Regions from separate parts of the Gossypium hirsutum genome. Here region 2 is linked to region 1. The links are chromatin contacts, called in public Hi-C maps. All regions are on one chromosome and are shown on one strand. The core of a region is the stretch at or near the end of the contact, and the rest is flanking DNA. Distances in the headings are between cores, read along the strand shown.

Region 1 (4,358 bases), core at 1,437-3,936:
CAATGTAGTAATATATGTTTATATCATTACAAAATTAAAATTAAAAAAAAAACTAAAAATGCACCATTCAAATTTGAAGTTTATCAATTACAACCTAGGGGGTTTATCAAACAGTATAATATTACTATTATTACTACAAGCCAATTTTGCTAGGTAGTTTGCAACTTTGTTTTCTTCTGTCGAAATGTGTTGGATTTGCCATTGTTGTGCCTTAGTCAACAGCTGTTGAATGCTTCTAATCAGAGCAAAATTTGAGTCTCTTGAATATATAAATTACAACTTTTTTAAAATTAGTAATTAACTCAGTTATCCACTAATGTTGATAAGGCAATAGCGAGCATTAAACATGAAGAACATTTGAATGAATAAACTTAATATTGCGTTAAACATCCCTAACAAATTACCAATAATCCCTTATTAGGGTTCCATAATTATTCTAGTTAATAAACGTTTAGCCCATAAATACCAAATTAAAAACAATTAAAATAAATCCAACTATAGTCCAAGAAACAAATAAGAAAAGAAGAGAAGAGTGAGAGAATTCAAGCCAAATAAGGTGATTCTCCCCAATTGGTTCGTTTCTTTTTTTCTCTTCTTATCTTCTTCTTTTTCAACTTCTATTCTTTTAAAAATGGGTGTTCTCAAATTGTACAAGGATGCACTCTTTTTTATTATGAAAAATGGGATATTTATATCCCCAAAATGAGGTATTTATTCGTTTGTTTTCTTCTCTTATGAGTACTTGGACGATTTAAATTTTGCAGAGCCTAATTCCTTTTGACTATTAGTCATCATCAACTATTGACTAAGAAATGAGTTAAGTCCAAGAGTTGATGTGGCGTTCTTTAAATGTGAGGGTTTCAATCTACTCTCGTTAAACTTGATACCACGATTTTGCTACAACATTAGGGTTTCATATGTTAAAATTTAACATATTCTTTTCTCCACATTTCCAATGTTCTACTGGCCACCTTCAAGGACAAAAATTCACAATTTCAGTATCTCACTTGACAAAAATGCATTATTAAAATAAAAGTTTCAAAAATAACTACTTAACATAAACATAATTAAAGTAACTATAGAAACACTATAAATCATTCTTATCTTGATTGAAATATAAGCTTATAAGTAATAAAATAACTTTGTATCTTAAAGTTATTGGTTGGATTGTTAAAATTTTAATTGTATAGATAGATATAAAGAGTAAAACTACTTTAGTTTTACATAGTGGTAAGTGAATTCCTCCCAAATAAATTTTAGAGTAAACTATCAAAATGATAATTTTTGTTTGTCTCAAATTACATTTTAATTACTTATGTTTGCAATGTTACATTTTAGCCACTTACGTTATCGTGTTGTAACATTTTAGTCACTAAGACATGAATTGCAGTTAACAATGTAAAAGTAATCTGACATGACACATTAAATCATCATTTTAAAAGAAATTTTTAGGTTAAATTTTACAATTGATCCCTAAATTTTTTTCATTTTAAGCAATTTAATTTTTTTCTTTTACATTCTTTGAACTTTCTTTCTTTTTTTTTTCCATTCTTTTCTGCTTCTCTATTTGTTTTCCTCTCTTCTTCATTTCTTTTAACGTAGTTTTTTTTTCTATATTTTCCATTTGTTAAAACTAGTCCACAAGCTCGTCTCACTCGAAAAAATTAAATTGTTTAAAAAAGAGTATAGGGACTAGTTTTAACAAATAGAAAATATAGAAAAACTACATTAAAAAAAATAGAGAAGCGAGGAAAACAGGGAGAAGCGGAAGATAATGGAAAATAAAGAAAGACAAAAGAAAGTTAAAAAACATAAAAGAAAAAATTAAATTGTTCAAAACAAAAAAAAATATGGGGACGGATTGTATAAAGTAACCTAAATTTTTTATTTGAAATGATGATTTAATGTGCCATATCAGCTTACTGTTAACAGAAATTAAAGGCTCAATTACTAAAATGTCACAACGCGATAACGTAAGTGACTAAAACGTAACATTTTAAATATAAGTGACTAAAATATAATTTAAAGTAAATAAAAGTGACAATTTTAATAGTTTACGCTAAGAATTACAGTATTATGTAATAAAATATTAGAATTGTATAAAAGTGTTTAATATAAATATGGTTAACAATTTATTAAAGTTAGGAACAAATAAAGTATCTAGAATAATAATTTTTTATTCCAATAATAAAAAGATTATTCCATTACTAAAATTGATAATTAAATATGGGAGATCTAAGCTTTGATTTATTACACATGATGCACCTTCCATTTCTATACAATAAAAAGATTTGTTAATTGTAAAAAGGTGGGTGGTGTTTGTAAAATCATCGGTTTATTTACAACTGACCAAAATAATGTTCTAACCAGTTAGTTCGTGCATCAAGAATTCTGAAAATATATTTGAAAGTCAAGTTATTTATTGTATAATTGGTGAAATTATATTTGTAACAAAATTCTGAAATTACCATTCCAATTAATTAAAAATTCAGTTGGCAAAAAGTCAGATTAATACTGAATAAAAAAATAAATTATAATAACGTAAGTAAATATGGCAAAAACACGTAGTTATAGAAGAAAAGGGGGTGACGGCAGAAGAGATTAGAGAAAAGCGAATGGTTGGCAGTGGCAGTTGGCAGCAGCTGCAACAGCGAGAGAGCATCCAAAGGCCCTCAATCATAGGAAGAAAATATAATAGCACACGCTTCGAAAAACACAGAAACCCAAAATGTTATGCCCAGGTGGGGCTGGTGATGCTATCTGCTCCTCCCGCTGGGTCTTAATTTTCATTTCCTTTTTTGTCCCAAGAGAAAAAGACATCTCTGCACCCATTACAAAATCTATTTTCTTTTTTAATTTTAATATTTTATATTTCTTTGTTACTAATGTACCGTAAGTACAAATCTTTCTAATGTGAGTGAGATTGAGGAAAAGGAAAGAGTGAAGACACAATGTTTAAGAAGCTGAGTGGGTTGAGGTTGTTATTTTTTTTTATTATTAAATAAATTAATTTGATTGATCTAATATTAAAAAGAATAAAATTAAATTAAATTATAATAGAGTTAATATTTATTGATTAAAAAAATTATGTATTGTTTAATAAAAGTTATTTTAAAGTTTTTATATTTTTACAAATGAAATCTTTTGTTTAAAATTAAAATACAATGAAAAAAATTAAATAACTCATTACAATTTAGATTTTCTTTTTGATGGTAAAAGGAATCAAATAGATTAATCAACAATTATTTTATAAGTGCTCGTACCATTAAGATCATCTTCAACTACGCGACGAACTACATCTAGAGCCTAAACAAATCTATGAACACCAAATGCTTGTGAAAATCCCATTGCTGCTAGTGCGTCGGCAACTTTATTCCCTTCCTGATAAACTAGTGCAACTTCAACCTCCCAATGCAACTACAGTCTCCTTATAGCTCACACCAAACCATTAGCACCATGACTAGCTGCTTGCTCTTTTATCATAGAGATTGCAAGTAAGCTGTCCAACTCAAGAGTCACGTTTCTTATTCCCATTGCCAAGTTCGTAAAATGTCAGGAACATGTAGTAATTAAATTAATCCCAAACCATACAAATACAAACCAAAAGTTTGCCTCTAAGGAATGCACTAGCTACTTGACCATCAAGCCTAATCAGTACTTGGTTTATTATTTTAATTAACCCCTATATTTTGAGGCGTGATAGTTTAAGATAAAATTAGAATTTTTATATTAACCTCAAATTATACTGTTAACTCTATTAGGTAGAATTTTTAATAAGAATTTCATTGAAGTTTCTTTGGCAATGAATATAACATCTTACTGCTTGACTCGATATTCTGGTCGGGTATGAGGGTGTTACAATGTGGGTGGCCCATTGCCTATAAGTATGCCCTACTATATGTGCGTGTGCTGTAGGGGCAGAAATATTAGCTTCAATTTTTTTTAGTGTGTGTCGGCAAAATAAAAAAAGAAAGGAGAAAAACTGAGTTTTCACAACTTTTTCTACCCAAACTAGTTTAATATTTTCTTCAATCAAAGGTCTATTTGGTGTCCATTGAAGATCTTTAATGTGTATGGTCGGATTTTTCATTGGGGCATTTTAGCTTTGAGTTTTTAGGTTTCAAAGTCAGCCACTGTTTGAGTGATATTCTCAACTTATCTCTTTAGTTTGCTTGAGATTACTTGTTGATAACCTTTGTTAGAGGTATATGCTGTTGTGATGGCTTGTGTTGTAATATTGTAACAAGACTTTTGGTTATAATGGAGCTTTGAGTAGACTTTCAAGTATCATAGTTTTTATCATTTGCTTTAAAGTTTGTTTTTGATGTAAAAAGTTATGTCTTGATTTTTTTTTCTTG
Region 2 (4,110 bases), core at 1,488-3,987, 55 kb after region 1:
CTTGTAACTGACTTTGAACAACATTATATTTATTCCAACGTAGGTTGATTCATACAATTTAACAAAGTTATTATTGTTAATCACCATTAATAAACTGGTTAATGTCTCAATAAAAAAATTTGTATGATTGAAGCAATTTTGGTTGATCAGCTGAACGGTTGGGATGCTACATTATTTATGAATTATAAAAAATGGGTTATAACCTAGCATAAGTCTTTTTCTAAATTAAGTTTATGTATTTTTTATAACCTAGTTATAGACTATTTGCATGGTGAACCCAAACATTATGCAGTAGATACTAGTTATTCGAATACAAATGATTTTCTTACACCATATCGTGGGTACAAATACTATTTGAGAGAATGAAATCAAACACAAACACTAGAAACGGTTCACAAAATTTTTAATTTGAGATTATTTAAAGCTTCGAAACGTGGTTGTAAAGACATTTGTTAAAAAATATTTTCCATATTAACATCATTTCAGTCTCAGTATAGCATAAAAAAGAGAGAGGATGGATTGTATTAACATATTGCATACTTCATAACTTCATTCGTAGGTGGAATTGAGGTGATTCATACATTGAAGAGTACATGGGAGAAGGGGATGACAATAAGAAGTTTATGTTAAATGTTAGAAAGTGAATAACCTAACAAATATGGAATATTAGAGCAATTAGATAAAATTGCATATGATGTTTATTTTTCATATTATTTTATTGGTAATCATATTATCAACTATTTTCTTGGACTAATATATTACATATGATGATTTGATTTTAATTTTTGTTACTCGTTTAAAAAAATATTGTACTAATGTTTTTTTAGCAATTAATATTTTCAATTATGTAACTGTATAATTACAATTTGTACTACCAAACATAACATAGAGAATTACAATGTAATTACACTTTGTCAACCAAACACATGTTGAGAATTCTTTGTAATTACAAGAAAGTGTAATTACTAGAAAAATTTCATCCAATTACTTTATGTTATCCAATCAGGCACTATAATAAATTTCCCTTTTAATATTATTTTAAAATATATATGTCTGTTTTTTTATTTTCAAACAGAAAGTGATATATCTATACTATTATTTAAGTTTGTGATCGAGTTGGTGTTACGAGTCAACTTAACACCAACTCAATCAAGGAAGTTATTAAAATAATCTTACATATTTTAAATAAATTACATTATTATGAGAGTATTTTTTTAATTTTATTTTAAAAAATCAATAAAAATTTACAAATGCTGAGATTTAAACTCATGCCACTAGCATCTACAAAAACTTTTCTTCACCAGTTCGATCAAAGTTTTATTTTGATACTTTTATACATTTCAATGGTATTACACAAATTATTTCATTCACATTGTTTCTATGTATATACTATTATTTATGTATGTAATTGAGTTGGTGTCACAAGTCAACTTGATATCAATTTAAGAAAAATGATAATATTATGAGAAACAATTGAAGTGTATTTAAAATTATTAATCTAATGCATTTACATATTTAAATTCTTCTTAATCACAATTTAAACTATTTTTTAATTCTAATTTCGTACATATAGTGTTACTAATATTAATTTCAAATCATATGATTCATTATTATTAAAAGTTACATTCATACATGCAAATATATAGTTCCACGTGTACATACGTATAATAAAATTTCTTAAATTTCAAAACATAAATGAGCCATTATAATATTAGCACTATATCAATAAATTTCTTTTGTCAGCCTAATCATTAGCTTAGGACCTTGGGCATTAAAATGCTTGCTTAAGTCTAGAGCATAAATAAACACATGGATTAGGCGTATGCTCACTATATGAACAATCTGGATTGGACATATTAAAAAAAAAAATTCCTAAACTTTATGGACAATTTTTTGACAAGGTGGATTTAAGTTGTTGATGCATTAAATATACTCGAATTTACAATTTGATTTACATTTTAAATATATTCCATGTTAGATTCGAATTAGTATTAGCACTTAAATTAATAGTTAATGGTGTATTTGATAAATTGAAAAAAATAATTACTTAATTTTTAGTACTAAATTTTATAAGCAACGGATTTATATTATAAAACCATTTGATATATATATATAATAAGTACGAGATATAATTGTTTTGTTTGATAATAATAAATTTAGATTTTTTTTAAAAAAATTAAAATAAAAGTTAAAAGATAAAATTTGAATATTATTATTTTTAATAAAATGAAGAAATAACTTATTTTGAAAATAAGATTTGAAAAATAAAACGAATTTAATATTTTTCATATTAAGTGATAAGTAGCTATTTACTAATTATATCTAATATTTTTTGTTGAAAATTTTATGTTAAGTAAAAAGCTAATAAGGTTATCAAACACAAATAATAATAAAAGAAGTAGTAACTGTTGAAAAATTTTATTTTCAATGAAATAAAAATTTATTTTGAATGGCTTATCAAAACAACCTAAGTTAACAAAAAATGTGATTAATGTGATACTAATACTTTGAGAGCTCAATTATAATATTTTAAAGTTTATAGACAAATTCAAAACATAGGTGATAGTTTGGGGATGTTTGATGAAATTAACCTAAAAGATTCCCAAAACTTTTTACTAAGTAACTAATATAATTTATGAAATTTCCCACATGCTCCCTTCTCAATCGAGTACATGCAGTGGCTATACTCGCGAGAGTAGGCTTTAATACGGTCCCTCATTTAATGTAGCACTGTAAAGGGGTCTTTCTCTGCTTCACATTTCCCTCCATTCCCCATATATACAAGAGGCCTGGCCATTTCTCCCCTCTCCTCTCCATCTTCAAATTTCTCTCTCTCTTTCTATTTTTTTCTTTCTGCTAATAATTACTTTTTTCACCACCGGCGTCGGAAGAAGGAAAACACCGGTGTCGTTTGAAATGGCAGCTTCGAGAATGGATCTGGACGGGAGACCAATAAAGCCAATTACGATATGCATGATTGGAGCGGGAGGCTTCATTGGCTCTCACCTCTGCGAGAAATTAATGTCGGAAACGCCGCACAAGGTTCTCGCCTTGGACGTTTACAATGACAAGATTAAGCACCTCCTCGAGCCTGACTCTCTCCCTTGGGCTGGCCGTATCCAGTTTCACCGACTTAACATCAAGCACGATTCTAGGCTTGAAGGCCTCATCAAGATGACAGATCTCGTAATTTCTTCCATTTCTTGCTATTTTCTTACTTTCTCAAAAACAATTGCTGGAGATCAAGGATTTTTTTTTCTCTTTATTTCTGTCTAAAATGCTTTCTTGTTTTTTTTTGGTTTTGTTTCTTTAGTGTTTTCTTTGGATTTAATTTCTTAGATCTGGTTAAATTCTGTGTAACTTTAATTTTTTTTGTTGAGCTAATTTATCTCATTGTGTTCTCCAGGATTTAGTTTTTATTTTTACCTGATTTGTTAGTTTTTTTTATATTAAAAGAACTTTTTTACTTGATTTATGTTGACTAATTTAGTTGTTATTGTTTTTGCGACAATACAGACGATAAATCTTGCGGCGATCTGTACTCCGGCAGATTATAATACACGCCCGCTCGATACGATTTACAGCAATTTTATTGATGCACTTCCTGTGGTAAGCAGTTCTTTTATGACGGTTTTATTCTTTCTGCTTCTTCTTCTTCTTCTTCTTTTTTCCATTTTAGTTGCTTGTTGTTGATGAGCCGAGAGATTTGATAAGCGTCTCTTTTTATAACGGTTTTTTTTAATATATTGATACGAGTGAGGAGGGATTTGATAGTTGCTGATGTTTTCGAGATCGAAGTTGAACTTAATGTTGTCTTTTTATGTGGGTTTATGGTTTGGTAGGTGAAATACTGTTCAGAGAACAACAAGCGTCTCATTCATTTCTCGACTTGTGAAGTGTATGGTAAAACCATCCAAAGCTTTCTGCCTAAAGATTCTCCTCTCCGTCAGGTAACCTTTCGCTGTCTCTTTTCTTCATCACTTATATTGAGTATTTTCAAAAGGAAGAAGCTACATCTATAATTTGTTTTTTAACCGGGTGACATGTATGGTATAGTGATCTGTTGGTGGTATACGTATATTTGAGCTTTTAATATTTTCTGGAAGTTTT

The links. Hi-C and Micro-C count contacts between places; a contact is called where the count stands out from the background.
Region 2: a Hi-C map of leaf shows a contact between it and region 1, with 2.1 times the contacts expected there. The contact joins the promoter of LOC107953303 here to the enhancer-like site in region 1.

What each region holds. Positions count from the first base shown.
Region 1 is chrA07:19,506,920-19,511,277 of Gossypium_hirsutum_v2.1, forward strand. No RefSeq gene overlaps it. Among protein-coding and RNA genes, the nearest start is that of LOC121232192, 4.6 kb to the right of the region's middle. Within about 2 kb of position 2,687, at least 3 of the 9 cell types and tissues checked have an H3K27ac peak or open chromatin away from gene starts, as enhancers often do. A contact at or near this core is called in leaf, where this site is marked.
Region 2 is chrA07:19,561,861-19,565,970 of Gossypium_hirsutum_v2.1, forward strand. LOC107953303 (UDP-D-apiose/UDP-D-xylose synthase 2) reads left to right here and starts at 2,738. Exons shown (of 9, transcript XM_041117711.1): 1 at 2,738-3,186; 2 at 3,517-3,609; 3 at 3,843-3,950. The coding sequence starts at 2,917.